2 separate regions of the Sus scrofa genome follow, and region 1 is linked to region 2. The links are chromatin contacts, called in public Hi-C maps. All regions are on one chromosome and are shown on one strand. Each heading gives the region's core, a stretch centred on a gene start, on an enhancer-like site or on the middle of the called end of the contact. The rest is flanking DNA. Distances are from core to core; before and after follow the strand shown. Region 1 overlaps LOC102164818 (a long non-coding RNA gene). Region 2 holds the start of LOC110257261.

Region 1 (7,535 bases), core at 995-3,494, 57 kb before region 2:
GATTGGCATATGCACACTGAGGTATGTGGAAAAATTGGCCAACGAGGACCTGCCGTATAGCGCAGTAAACTCTACCCAGTATTCTGTGGCAATCCATGGGGGAAAAGAATCTGAGAGAGAATGGATGTGTGTATACGTGGGACAGGGTCCCTTTTTTGTACAGCAAAAATCCTCACAGCCTTGCAACGTAACTGTACTTCAATAAAACTTAAAAAATAAAAAGGAAAGCTGCACTGTCCAATTAGTTTGCCACTAGAAACATGTGTCTAGTACAAAATGAGATGTGCCATAAATATAAAATGTGTACCAGATTGCAAAAATTTAGAACAAAAATAAGAAACTCATTAATAATTTGTTTTATATTGACTACATGCTGAAATGTTAATATTTTGAATATATTACATATGCTACCAAAATTATTTGCATTTCTTTCTTTTTGCTGTTTAAAAAAATAATTATAGCTCTCTTTTATGTTTTGTTTTATTTTATTTTATTTTATTTTATTTTCACCAGAGCATGTAGCAGCTTTGACATGGTTTCTCAGTTCCCAGACCAGAGATTGAACCTAGGCTATAGCAACAACAGCACTAAATCCTGACCACTAGACCACCAGGGAACGCCCTCTTTTTACTTTTTAATGTGACTATTAGAAAATTTAAAATTGCACATGAGGCTCCCATTATATGTGTGGACAGTGCTGTCCTAGAAAGAAAGTTAACATTTTGCAGAAATTGTAGGTGGTTTCATCTGTCTGCAAGAGTGGAGTGTGTGTGTGTGTGTGTGTGTGTGTGTGTGTGTGTAGTCAGGCCACTGAAGGGAGGCTGAGCAGTCCCAGCGGTAGGCTAAGTACTTCAACTTGACCCTGTAGGAGACAGCAATTCAGAAGCTGTGAGAGGCAGAATGACCTGATTAGACTGTTTAGAATGACACCTGGAAGCAGAGTAGAGGAGGGACTGACCGAGAGGTCTCACAAAAAACAAAAGCTCTGAGAAGCAGTGCAGTGGAACTGAAAGAGGAGCCAGCCAGAGGTCAGTCACATGGCCCAAGTTCACACAGCTCAAGTTCACATCAGATATGTTCAGGCTCAGGCCATCCTAGTGATTAAGAGAATGGGCTTGGGAGTTCCTGCTGTGGCTCAGCCATTACAAACCCAACTAGTATCCATGAGGATGCGGGTTCGATCCCTAACCTCACTCAGTGGGTTAAGGATCCAGCGTTGCCATGAGCTGTGGTGTAGGTCACAGATGCAGCTGGGATCCAGCATTGCTGTGGCTGTGGCTGTTGCAGCTCCAATTCGACCCCTAGCCTGGGAACCTCCATATGCCGCGGGTGTGACCCTGAAAAGCAAAAAAGGGAGAGAGAGGAAATGGGCTTTGGCACCAGACTGCTCCATTTGAATCCTAGCCCTTCCATTTAAGGTCACCTGTTTTCATTAACTTTGCCGCATCTCAGTTTATTCATCTGGGGATGAATGGGGATCTGTTATCATCACGTTGTTATGAGCCATAAATGTGTTCAGAGAAAGGAAGCGCTTAAAACATGTCTATTTGGCCTTGCTTGGTCACATGCTCCTTTCTTATTTTGCCAGGGGGATGTGATTTTGTGATTGGACGAGGCTGGGTCTCGTGCCCAGCCCAGGTGGACAGACAGCTGGGTCTGTTACCCCAGGAAGGGGGCGAGGCGGGGGAATGTGCCAGCACATACAAACAGCAGCTGCCCTGTCTTCTCCACCCTCCTGGCTCCATGACCTTGGACAAGTGACTCAATGGATAAGGAGCCCAACTTCCACTTCAGTAACACCTTCCTCGAAAAATTGTAAGAATTATGCAATTGCTGCCCCAGTGAAGGTGACCAGAAACTAATTTAAGGTGGTGCTGCCATCACTGATAGCAAAGACCTGACTTTTGGCTGGGGCTGCATGATCATCTGAATTGGGGAACTGTCCTTTCTAGGGGTCAGATCACACCTCAAACTCTCAAATCAGTGTCAACAGAAAGGTCAGCTGGGACTTTGGGACTGAGACCTAATGGGTGGGCCCTGCCTGGCTTGGTGTGTTTACTAAATATCCCCTGGCCTGCTGGAAGGCTTTCTTCATTTGCTAAGCAATTTAGGTCCAACCTGTTCTCCTTTTGTGAGCTGGGGTTTTGTAAGAGGCCAAATTCCAGGCTGGGGCAGGATAAACAGGCTCGCATGGCTAATGATTGGTGAGCCGGCCTGGAATGCAATTTACTGCAGATTTCCGTGGAGGAGAGTTGGTCACCCCCTGGACAGTTTACTGGGAGGCTGTTAAAACAGGAAGGAGCTTAGAGGCTCTGCAGGGTGGCTGTTTGGCATTTTTCTCTACTCTTTTTAAAGGAATGGAGACACCTGCCACCAGCTGGGAATTTTCTGCCGCAATCTGCTTTACAAAGAAATAAAACCCTCTTGGTCAAAGCTTATGTTTGTCCAGTGTTTTGCAGCTTACAAAAGATTCTCAATTCTAGCACTGCTCTAGTTTTGCAAGTGGGTAAATTGGAATTCAGAGAGGGGAAGTGACTTAGCCAAGGTCACACAGCCAGGAAACAGCCAAGCCAGGATGAGAAAATTTTCCACACGGCAACCTGGGCAAAAATAGTATTTGTGCTCAATCTGGTTCATCAGCTGACCCTTCTTGCTAAGGGTTAGCCTGATTTGAAAATAAAACAATCTGGGGTGAGAGAATTGAGAGTCCCGTGTTCCAATATGGGTATCATTATGGTGGGAAAGTATTTTCCTTTTTACCTAGCTCACAATTTTAGAAATCTGTTTTTTTTAAAAAAAGAAAAATCTGGTCATTGTTTATTCATTATTTACTCATTCATTATGCAGTCTTTTTAAAAAATTTAAGTATAGTTAATTTACAATGTTGTGTTAGTTTCTTTTTTCTTTTTTTTTTCTTTTGTCTTTTTAGGGCCGCATCCGTGGCATATGGAGGTTCCCAGGCTAGGGGAAATCAGAGCTGTTGCTACCGGCCTAGGCCAGAGCCACAGCAGTGCCAGATGCAAGCCGCGTCTGCAACCTACACCACAGCTCACGGCAATGCCGGATCCTTAACCCACTGAGTGAGGCCAGAGATCAAACCGGCAACCTCATGGTTCCTAGTCGAATTCGTTTCTGCCTCACCATGACGGGAACTCCACAATGTTGTATTAGTTTCAAGTGTACAGCAAAGTGATTCAGTTGTACATATATGCATATTATTTTTCAGATTCTTTTCCATTATCGGTTATTACAAGATACTGAGAAATCCGATTTCTTGACCTCACAATATTCCCTTTTCTTCAAACATCACCCCAGGCTCTCCACTCAGCTCTGGTGTCTGCCGAATCTCTAAAGGAATTTCAAGACAGACAGGTCAGTAGGAAGAGATTGGAGTTCAGCTCCTAGCCTGGCTACAGCCTTGCTACCTGACCTCAGGCAAATCACTGACTCTCTCTGGACCTCAGTTTTCTTATCTGAAAAAGGGGTGTGTAAAGAATAGGTGAGCTTCAAGAGCCCACCCCTGCTTCTAAAGCTTCTAGTCTGGCTCCCTGTCTGCAGCTCTGCTACAGGAGAGCAGGGACCCAGGGCAACATCTGGCTGTTCCTTGCACCTCGGTGGCCTGCCCTGTTGGGGACGCCTACCAGCCTCCCCAGGCCTCTGAGGGATGGCCCCGGCTGCCCTCTCTGGTGAGCTGAGCCCAGCATGTGTGAGAACTGATGGTAGAGATAAAGATAGCCCTGCTGAAATAAAGCACACTTGCCCTCGTCCCCACACACAGCCTCCCTGTGTGTGGGGAAGCAGCAATTGGCTGGGTGGGTGCTGGGGCAGAGGTGGTGGCGGGCGGCGGGCACTGGTTGCCATCCTAGCATGAGCAGGGCAGGTTCCATTAGCTCATTCTTCTAATTGTCCTGGCTGGTGATTATTTCTCCTGATTAATTTCCAGTTAGCACTGGGGAGCCCAGCTTGGGTTGGATTCTGCCAGTTTTCCAGAGCCAGTTCTCAGCTATTTCTGGCTTGAACAGACCCAGGATCTTCCTGCTTCCACGGGAGCTGCCATTCCAGGAGGGCCTCCTGGGCACTTCCATGGGCAATGTCACCCTCACAACACTGAGAAACGGGTCTCATCGTTGCCATTTTACAAACATGGGAACAGAAGTGAAGTGACTTGCCCAGGTTCCTGTAGGCAGTAAGTGAGCGGTAAGTTGAATCCTGCCTCCCAGATTTTCAAACACACATGCACTTTTGAAAATTGCTCTCTCCCTGTTTTTTTTTAACTGAGCCAAACTCCCTGCCCTTCCACCACAGTGCTCAAATCATTTAGGAGCGATGAATCCACAAATAAACCTTGGGCCTTGTCTTTCCAATGGGAAACCAAATTCTGCGACAATTGGCCATTTTTCTAAGCTAGCCAGGAAATCTGGTCATATTAGGGAGAAGTGGAGCCACTTAGGTTTTAATAACATGGTGAGAAAATAATGTGACTTTAAAGTCTTTATTAGTCCTGGAATGCATTTTCCAAAGCAGGAATTAGCTGACACAGGCAGAGTGTCAGCTGGAAAAACAAGGTCTGGGTTAGGTGGCCCAGAAAAAAACCTGCTTTGGTGTCCAGAGCCTCCCATTGATTTCAATTGCTGGTTAGCACAGGCCAGCAGAACAATTGTCCCCTCAGTGAATGTGCCATTACAAATGACCCCACGCAGCTAATGGGGGTTTAATACTGGCTTGCTTGGTTCTTGGTATCGTTTCTGTTCTCATTTTTAGTAAGAAAATTACCTGTATGTCATTCCCTTTAAACTTGTACAGTAATAATTATCCAGGCCCCAAAGAGAAGCTGGTTACCCTTAACCTTGGCTGGATGAAAACTCAGTGACCCATTAAAGTGTGGGAAGGCATTTGACTCTGGCCAGCTAGGGAGGAATGTAGCAGATATTCAGTAGCAAATGGTTATAATAACTCACATTTGTTCATCATTTCACAATCTTCAGAGCTCAGGGTAACCCTGAGGTCATGAACAAGAATTCTCACTTAGGGGTCGGCAAACCATGGCCCGCTGGCCAAATCAAGTCCACCCCATGTTTTTGCAAATGAAGTTTCGATGGAGCGCCTCTGCACCCTCTCATTTACATACTGTCTGTGGTTGCTTTTGCGCTAAAACAGCAGAGTGGAGTCATTGTAACAGAGACTGTGTGGCCTGCACAAATATTCACTATCAGATCCTCGACAGAAGTTTGCTGACCTCTGTTCTAATTCACAAAAGCCAAGTTTGAATCTTGCAGCAACCACTTACCAGCTGTGTGATCTCGGACAAATTATTTTACCTTCTTATCTTCTTCAGTTTATCAATCTGTTATATACATATTTTCTTTTTCTTTGTCTTTTTTTTTTTTTTTTTGGCCATGCCTATGAGATGTGGAAGCACCTGGGCCAAGGATGGAACCCATGCCATAGCAGTAACAATGCCACTCCTTAACTGCTAGGCCACCAGGGAACTCCTCTCTGTCTGTTAATTAAAAGTAGTATCTGTGTGGCAGATGCTACCACTGCCCAACAACTCCTTCAGTTGTACACACTCTCTTGCACACAGGCATGACCAGGGGACTTGCTCTGACCAATGTATTGTAGGTGGAAATGTGCATTGCCTCTAGCCAGAAGCATTTAGAGCCAGGACCGGTTTTCCATGATTTCTTTCTCTGCCACACAGACCAAGGAGGCTCTGTGCCCTGGACGTTGTAAATATAGGGTGGTCAGCTGTGTTCCTGAATGCTTAAAATGAATAGAGAACCCCTCGACTTACAAAGGATTTTAGCATGGATGAGAAATACGTTTTTGGTGTTTAAACCCCTGAGATATGAGCATTGCTTGTTATTTCAGCAAAACCTAACTTATGCTAACTAATTGGCCTACTTCATAAGGTTTCCATAAGATCTTTAGAATGGTGGCAGGCATATAGTAAGTACTCAGTGAATGCCAGCTGAAGTTGCTTATATCATTATGTGAACTATTATTAATAACATGTATACTGTTTTTCATAAATTATCTCATTTTCAACTTCACGATGACCGAGGCAGTGAGCATTATCTTCATTTACGTAGTCAATAAACATGCCATGGGCTCCTGCTTTATGTTAGGTGATATGCTAGACTCTGAGATGTAGAAATAAATCAGAAAACTTTATGTCCACGGCGGGGGGGGGTCCATCAAACCCAGACTTTAGAGTGAAGTGGTATTGAAGGAAGGTGTTGCAGAGCCGAATCTTAGAAGGTAAGTCAGGGTTTACAGATGGAGAAGGGAAGGAAAGGCATTCCAGTCAGAGGGAGCCAGCTAGAAGCTGAAATTATATGCTCTTTGGGGGGAACATTGAGTGAACTGTGCATTTTGGTTAGGGAGGTAGCAGACAGTGTCGCTTGGCCACTCAATAGACATTTGCAAACTACTTCGATCTCACCAGCTATATACTACACAGAGAAACAAGATATATGATTTATCAGCCTCCTTTGCAGGCCTTGAGACACAGTCTCATCCCAAAAGCTGTCAGGAGACATATCCTGGGAAACTTCAGATTAAAGCAAAGAAGCCAAGGAAGGGATCTCCTCACTATTATGTGTGAGTGTAATGCCTGGAGCTGTGGTAGCCATCTTGTGATAATAAGGGGAAGGCCAAAAGACTGGGAGACCTGGAACTCATATCTGGACCTTGAACGGCTGCTGAAACAACCCTGGAAGCCTGAGCCCCCAGACTTCTTGCCAAGGTGATAATATGCATCCTTCTGATTTCAGTGCCTGTTCATTCATTAGTGCAGCCAAAATATCCTAACTAATGGGGAGTTGTGAGAAGCGAGAGTGGAGAGCTTAGCTGGGCCTAGATCATGTAGGATCCTTAAGGGCAGTAGGGGCAAGTGAAGGATTTTGCAAAGAAAAAGGAAACATAGGCTTGAAGAGGGTAAGTCACTCCCCAGGATCCCACTGCTAATAGGTGTCAGAGCTGGGATTTGGACAGAGTTCTTCCAGACCAAGACCAAATCTCTTTCCACTGCCATGTGGGGCATTTTGCCTCTTCAACAGAATGGTCCTAGCCGTTCTCTAAAGGGAAGGCTTGCTCATGGCTTATTTTGGCCCATGGGTCATTTCTAATTGCACGCTGGATAAACTGGGATTTTTCCCAAGCTTCTTCCTATTTTGGGACCACATTTGTGAACTTCATAAATAAGGAGACTTGAGGAGGTGTGTGGGGAAATCAGAGAAGGTGAGAAGGCAGAGCAACTTAAAGCCAAATTGAGCTTTGAGACCCACAACATGGTGGAAATTAGAAACAGGCAAAATGGTGCCAACCCTTCCACCATCTTGGTTTCATTGGCTGAGAAGAAAGTTAAAGCCACAGCATCCTCTCCTGCCTCTCTGTAGTTTGCAGCTCTCTGACACATGTTACTCTAACAGGCATCTCCGAGACCCTGAGCTCCTCAGGGCCAGGACAGTGTCTGTGTCTCACCTGTGTCTCCATGTGGGACTGAAACTTAAGACAAAGTAAAATTCAGAGTG
Region 2 (7,697 bases), core at 596-3,095:
TATAACGCCCTACCAAGCTTTAAAGAAAATGGTAAAGGAAATATTAGGGCTCTGCTTCCTGGGAGGCTCTGAGTTTGGGGTGTGGTTGAACTCAAAGCCCAGAGAGGGAAGGACAGTAGCCAGCAGGATACATTCACTAACCTACAATTTCTCTGAAGGTGTGTCAACCCTCAGTGTATAGAGAAGGAGGGTTTTTTTTTTTTTAATTTTTTTAATTTAAAAAAAAAAAATCTGGGTAGTTCCCATCGTGGCTCAGCAGTAACGAACCCAACTAGGATCCATAAGGATTTGGGTTCCATCCCTGGCCTCGCTCAGTGGGTTAAGGATCCAGCATTGCCAAGAGCTGTGGTGTGGGTCGAAGACATGGTTTGTATTCGGATCTTGTGTTGTTGTGGCTGTGCCGTAGGCCAGCAGCTGCAGCTCCACTTCTACCCCTAGCCTTGGAACTTCAATATGCCACAGGTGAGGTCCTAAAAAGCAAACAGAAAAAAATAAATAAATAAAAAAATAAAGGAGGAGTTCCTGTGGAGCAGTGGTTAACGAATCCGACTAGGAACCATGAGGTTGCGGGTTCAATCCCTGCCCTTGCTCAGTGGGTTAAGGATCCGGCGTTGCTGTCGGCTGTGGTGTGGGTCGCAGACATGGCTGGGATCCCACATTGCTGTGGCTCTGGCGTAGGCTGGCAGCTTGGCTCCGATTCGACCCCTAGCCTGGGAACCTCCATATGCCGCGGGAGCGGCCCAAGAAATGGCAAAAAGACAAAAAAAAAAAAAAAAAAAAAAAAAAAGAAAAAAGAAAGAAAGAAAGAAAAAAGAAAAAAAAAAATCTGGTAACACTATACATTCTGGGCGAACTTGCTTTCTCTGCACACTTAAAGCTTCCCAGTGAGTATGTTTCATGGGAGGGGCTCTCTTCTGCCAGCAGAGTGTTCAAGCCAGCACTCATCTGCAATTGTTCATCTCTTTGGAAATCCTAAATAGAGCTACTGAACTGTTGTCATGGTTACCTGGGACAGTTTCAGAGGCCAAAATGGTTTTTTTAATTGTTTATTTATTTATTTGTCTTTTTAGAGGGGCACCCCATCATACAGAGGTTCCTAGGATAGGGGTCCAATCGGAGCTGCAGCTGCAGGCCTTCGGCACAGCCACAGCAACGCCAGGTCTGAGCCACGTCTGTGACCTGCACCACAGCCCACAGCAATGCCAGATCCTTAACCCACTGAGCAAGGCCAGGGATCGACCCTGCATCCTCATGGATACTAGTCAGATTATTTTCCTCTGAGCCATGGAGGGGAACTCCTGAGGGCAGAATGTTTTCACGGAGGGCAGCCCTGAGCTGAGTATCCTGGGTTTCTGAGTGGACAACTGACACAAGAGAACTGCTTCCTCCTTCCTTCTCCCATGATCCTAGTCCTTAACCAGGAGCCTGGTGTCTACAGAGATCATCTTAGCCTCAGCCCAGGCCAAACCTCCTGCCCAGACTTGATTTAGCCTTAAAAGATCAGGCTGGCCTAGCAGCTCCCCGACTGTGGCACTGGTGAGCCTCCTCCCTCTACGAACCAATACAGATTCCTGGATTCACTCATGCACGCAACTTCCAGGCAAAGGACACTTGTGAAGTAGTTCTCTGCACTTAATATGTTAATAAGGAACTGACATTTTTGTTTTGCTCTACCTAGTTATGTCAAGAGTTTCTTACCCTTTCTGGAGGTTTAAGTTCTTCTGCCAGCATTCAGTTGATGTTCTGTGTGAGTCCTTTTACATGTAGATGTGGTCTTTTGATGTGTTTGTGGGAGAGGGTGAGCCTGACCTCTTACTCCTCAGCCATCTTGCTCCGCCCCTGGGAACTGACATTTTTGAAAAGCTCCTATGAGTCCAGCACTTTGCATGTCTCATGTAATTTACTATCGCCTAGCTAGGGAAGAATATCCTTTGCATTTTATCTTGCTTGTAGGGGTGATTGCACTAGGAAGTTGCAAAGCTAGGAGTCAAATTACCTATATGATTCTAAAGCTAGCCCTCTTTCCTTCAAGAATAGTAGCCATTTTAGCCACTGAGAACTGGTAGCCCCAAAAGACTGTCAACCGTCTACTGGGCACTGGACATTCATTTATTCAATGAACATGTCCTGAGTCTGCTCCATGCTAAACCCTCTCGTGGCCACCCACTGGGGACATACAGATAAATAGACACAACCTCTGCCTGCAAAAAGGTAATTCACTGGCAACCACTGGTTCTCTACAAGATGGTAGAAAAAGGAGCAATCAGGGAAACCATGCTGGAGGAAATGACACTTAACTGAGTCAGCCAAGTCTCAAGGTAAGTCCAGCTGTGGGGAATAAACAGCAGGATAGGACTCAATTCCTAACATTCAAGGAACTCAAAATTACAGAGACAAGACTCATGTTCATTATACAAAGACAGACAATAAAATCACTGATTAAGGTTTCAAACAGTTGTTCTACATGAAAGTATGGGAGGATTGAGAAACTGAGGCAGCAGAAGTTGGAGCCATTGAGGAAAGGCTATGGAAATGAAATGGAAATCACCTTTGTTCATGTGATCCTGCTTAAAAGTCTTGATCTCTCCCTCCACCCCCCACTCTTGCCATAGTTATTTGTAGCTCTAGTCTGATTTCTTCTTTTCATTTTTTACTCCTCATTTCCTACTAAAGGAAAACACTCATTCAGCATATTTAGAACCTGCACTGAGAGCAATGCATTATTACCCTAGGTCCTGAGGGTGGTCATAGCCATGGGAATGCACAAATATGAACAAGACATGGAATCCTTGTGCAGCAAATAACCTAAATGATGAAAGTTTGAGAGATGTGAGGTCCAAAACAAATGGCCTAAACAATGAAATAATTCAGACTTGGAAAGGGGACTGCAATTCAGGAAAGATTTCATTGTGGTTAGTTTTTCCGCTAGTTTCTTCAGCATTCATTCATTCATGACTCCTGTCTACAAGGTGCCCTCCTCAAAGAGGCCACAGTTGACCACAGGCCCAAGAGACATAAGCAACCATTAAAATAGGGGATAAACAAGCATGAGACATACACAGGGCCATGGATGTTGATAAGAGGGAATTTAGAAGACAGAGTTGGTAGCTTTTGAGCCGATTCCTAAAACTAAATAGGAGCTTACCAGGTGGAGAAGAAAGGAAATGGAAGGTTTAAAAGGCACTGAGAAGAGTTAGAGCAGCTTGGTGTGGGGCGTTTGGAGATGAGGTGTTAAGATATACTGCTCACAGAGTGGAAAATCTTTGACTACTAGGCTAAAAAGTTTGGTTTTTTCCAAGGAGGTAGTGGGCAGCTGAAGAGAGATCTGAGCAGGTGAGGTCCATAATAAAGATTTTCGTTTTGTACATCTCCCTCTGGTAAACCGGTAGGGTGAACTAGAGCCAGATGGGGATGAGGGCTCAGCCAAGGACGCCGACAGCGGCTGTATCTTTGTGCCTGAGACTGCACCAGACGGGAGCCTAAACCAAGCAAGAGGAGTGGGGATAGGGGAATGGAAGGTGAAGGAAGAGTCTATATTCAGGACAAGGACGTACGCAGTTCTAGGAACCTCACAGCCGCTGGGAAGAATCGCCTCCCCTTCCAGATCCCTCTGGGGCGGAGCTCCGACCAAGGTACGTGATGCCTGGGGAACCACATTTATTCTGGGCAGTCCTCACGTTCGTCCGCAGTTTTATGGGTCGCCACTCGGATCTCCCACGTCTGAACTCTTTCTCGTGGTGCTGGAGGAATCCGTTCTCTTCCGCGCGTCCTTATATGCCTTTCCAGCAGAGCATGGCTAGACGAGATAAACCGCGCAGGAGTCCTCTGCCCATACTAAAGATGGCGACCTGCTGCGCTCACTCTGGGTGGGGGACCCGGTTCCAGGAGCCCAGCCTCACTAGGCGAGGCGCAGACGGAAGGGGCGTCTCTCTAGGTAACTTTTCGACCTTCCTGGGAGGGGACGTGAGTCGGGGGGCGTGGCCTTATCTGAATTCCAACAGCTGATTGGCCTTTCGTCAGGTGGGCGGGGGCGTATGCCCTAACCCACCCCTCCCTTTTCGAACCGGAAGTGTCTCTCGGTCTTTCCAGCTGGTTGTCATTTCGCTCGGCTCGGTCCTGAGGAGAAGGACTCAGCCGCGGCTGCGGGACCCGGGCACCGGGAGGCGGTGGCGGCGGCGGCGGCAGTAGCGGCGGCAGCAGAGGAGGAAGAGGAGGAAGAAGGAGAGAGGAAGAGGAGCCAGGCGGAGTCCACAACAACGACAGCGGGGACTTCGGGACCGGGGTAAAGCGACCGCGGCGGCGACGACGACGGCCCACACAACCGTGAGGAGAAACAAAAGCCTTCTAAATTATAGTTTTTGAAAAAATCTGGGGGGGGGAAAGAGAGAGCAAAGGGGGGGGAGGTCCTTCTCTTTTGGAATAACTGCGCTGGTGGGTTTTTCCTTTTTTTCCCTGTCCCCCCCCACCCCCCTCGCTGCGGAGAATCGAACTGAGAGAACTGAACAAACCGCCCCTGGGTCCCATGAGGGAAAAAAAACCCGGAGCCGCAGAGAGGGGAAGAGGCCGAAACCGCAGGACCTTCCAGGTCGCCCCCTTGGTCGCCGCACCCCCGGGCCGCCAGCTCGTCCTCGTCGAGTCTCGCTAATCCCTCCTGATCGCGACACCCTCGAGTGGGAGAAACGGGTGTTTCCAGCCCATTTCATGGGGGAGAGGAGGCCAGGGGGAGCCCAGGAACAGCGCCCGCAGCAAGACCTGCACCCAGAGCTTCAGGAACAGCCCCAGAGGCCAAAACTGCACCCCGTGAAAGAGCAGAAACAGGACCAGGAACAGCAGAAACCTCCCTGCAATCATTTTTCCATTAGTCAATGCTGATTTCGCCTCCCACCCTAGATAACCTAATATAATCTATATATATAAAATATAATATATAATGTTCTTAAATTATTCCTGATTTTTTTAACTAAGCTGCCAAGAAAAAGAACGTATTCTCCCTTTAGCCCTATTCTAATTTTTAATGTGAGTGAATCTAAACTGCTGAAGAAGCCCATATGTGATTGTTAAATTATATATATATATATTTTTACTCTGCGCAATGCTTATTCTTCTACATTCATAGATGCTTGAGAAGCTGTGTTTTTGTCATTCATGTACGTTTTCCTTTGGAAAAAGAAAGCGCCTATTTTACTAACCAAAGACTTGATTTTTTACCCTCTTCATTTTTATTCCCTCCTAGAAATAAGCCCAGCTGGATTCATGTCAATGTTTTAAGATTTTTCTTTAGGGTTTGTTGTTTGTTTCAGAAACCAGAATTCCAAATCTGAACTATTTAGGGTGATAAGCTGCGATCTTTGAGCTAGCTAAAAATAAGGCATTTCAAACAAGCAACTTAAATTTGGCATAGAGGATACACATACAAAGACGTGAGACATCAGATTGTCTTTTTTATTATAAGATTCTGAGCCTAAAAATAATAAATGGGGGATTACGGGTTTGGAGTGCTAGTGCAAAGCAATACTGGGAATAAATCTGCTTTTCCAGTCAGATTCCATCCACATCTGCAGCCTCCACACCATCACCAAAATGCCACCCCCAGCCCTGCTGCTTTTATAAATAATAACACAGCTGCCAGTGGCAGCAGCGCCGGGTCAGCTTGGCTCTTTCCTGCTCCGGCTACCCATAACATTCAGGATGAGATCTTGGGGTCAGAGAAAGCAAAAAGTCAGCAACAGGAGCAGCAAGACCCTTTAGAAAAGCAGCAGCTCTCCCCCAGTCCAGGTCAAGAAGCTGTAATACTGCCTGAAACCGAAAAGGCAAAATCTGAAGAAAATCAAGGGGACAATTCTTCAGAAAATGGCAACGGAAAGGAGAAAATAAGAATCGAATCACCTGTGTTGTCAGGGTTTGATTATCAAGAAGCCACAGGGCTAGGTACTTCCACCCAACCTTTGACATCCAGTGCATCGTCTCTTACTGGTTTCAGTAACTGGTCAGCAGCGATAGCGCCTTCTTCCTCTACAATCATCAATGAAGACGCAAGTTTCTTTCATCAGGGAGGGGTCCCAGCTGCTTCGGCTAATAACGGTGCTCTGTTGTTTCAAAATTTTCCCCATCATGTCAGCCCTGGCTTCGGAGGCAGCTTCTCTCCGCAGATTGGGCCTCTCTCACAGCACCATCCTCATCATGCTCATTTCCAGCATCATCACAGCCAGCATCAGCAGCAAAGGAGGTCTCCTGCCAGTCCCCATCCCCCACCTTTCACACACAGAAATGCTGCTTTTAACCAGCTGCCTCATTTGGCAAATAATCTTAACAAGCCCCCCTCTCCGTGGAGCAGCTACCAGAGTCCCTCTCCTACACCATCTTCTTCCTGGAGCCCAGGAGGTGGTGGATATGGTGGTTGGGGAGGTTCCCAAGGCCGAGATCACCGCAGAGGGCTGAATGGAGGAATAACGCCCCTGAACTCCATTTCGCCTTTGAAGAAGAATTTTGCAAGCAATCATATCCAGCTTCAGAAGTATGCTCGCCCCAGCTCTGCCTTTGCTCCTAAATCCTGGATGGACGATAACTTGAACAGGGCTGACAACATTTTTCCTTTTCCGGTAAGATTATGTTCCATTAAAAGATTAAGATGAATAGGGAAATGCATGGTGTAATATCTCTGTAACTGAGAGAGTTTGAATTGTCTGTATTCATATCAGAGCTCTTCTTAGAAAATGCGTTAATTACCAGACAGTATTTCGACAGGAGAAGGGTGTAATTTGGAACAAAATATTCAGCTGGGCTTTTTCTTTTTGGGGGGGGGATTTCTTATTGTTATCTTCCCATAGGTAATCGTAAAAATTGGCATGATTATGAATACCAGGTAACTAGTGATGTCATAATTATTAACTGTAATATCCTTCTAGCCTGACAAGAGAATCAGGGTTGGTTTTTCCCTACGTAAGTGAGAATAAGTAACGTATAGATATAAATATATTTCATCATTGCGGAAATTAATGGACATTTTCTGCCTATGTGCATAACCACATAACCTCCCAAATTTTTTTTCTCCACTGTAAAGTAGTGATTTACTGAAAACCAGCTATTGAATTATAGTTTTCTCACTGGTTATATTTTAACCCTGAAGCCTCTCTGAACCATGCAGTCTGAATAGTCTGAATTCATTAATTTGGCAATTCCTGCTAAACCTTTTTGCAAATTCTGGCCTGCCTTGTGTCAGTAAGGACTGCCAGAGAAATGATCTAAATGTTTTCTTCATCCCCATTTATTTTTGAATACTGTGAAACTGTTGATCTCAGAGTGACTCTTTTATGATGCCTTTCACCCATTTGTTTATTTTCCAGTGTTAACACTAGGGGTGTAGATAATTAAACCATTCCTAAAAATAGATCCAGGCAAAGATCACTTGTCTTTCCTGCCACCAGTGTATCCTTATTCTGCAAGAGTCACATTGTTTGATGTCTTTGAATTAATGAGCAAATAGTCTAGTTGGTAGATATTAGATAAAAGGAATTTCATAATTCCCTTTCATAAACATCAGATGCTCCACTAAATTTGTATACTTTGGGAGTATAATCATTTAGATGTGTTTAAGAAATTTATATAGGTGATGAGCTAACATTGAGTCAGTCTTCACAGTGAACCCCACAAGGTAAGCTCTATTATTATCCCCATTTTAGAGATAAGAAAAATTGAGT

The links. Hi-C and Micro-C count contacts between places; a contact is called where the count stands out from the background.
Region 1: a Hi-C map of liver shows a contact between it and region 2, with 2.2 times the contacts expected there. The contact joins the enhancer-like site here to the promoter of LOC110257261 in region 2. A contact is called at or near these places in 1 of 5 promoter capture datasets (liver), 7 of 47 Hi-C or Micro-C datasets (fetal liver, fibroblasts, liver and 1 more) and 2 of 2 datasets of contacts at active chromatin or transcription factors (alveolar macrophages and skeletal muscle).

The regions. Positions count from the first base shown.
Region 1 is chr16:50,553,305-50,560,839 of Sscrofa11.1, reverse strand. All of the region lies in intron 5 of LOC102164818 (a long non-coding RNA gene), which reads left to right. Among named protein-coding and RNA genes, the nearest start is that of CPEB4, 58 kb to the right of the region's middle. Within about 2 kb of position 2,244, at least 22 of the 83 cell types and tissues checked have an H3K27ac peak or open chromatin away from gene starts, as enhancers often do. A contact at or near this core is called in fetal liver, liver and skeletal muscle, where this site is marked.
Region 2 is chr16:50,495,479-50,503,175 of Sscrofa11.1, reverse strand. It overlaps LOC110257261, which reads left to right and starts at 1,845. Exons shown (of 2, transcript XM_021076837.1): 1 at 1,845-3,934; 2 at 4,090-5,082. The coding sequence starts at 3,640. The coding sequence ends at 4,286. CPEB4 (cytoplasmic polyadenylation element-binding protein 4) reads left to right here and starts at 4,090. Exons shown (of 8, transcript XM_005657625.3): 1 at 4,090-6,599. The coding sequence starts at 5,475.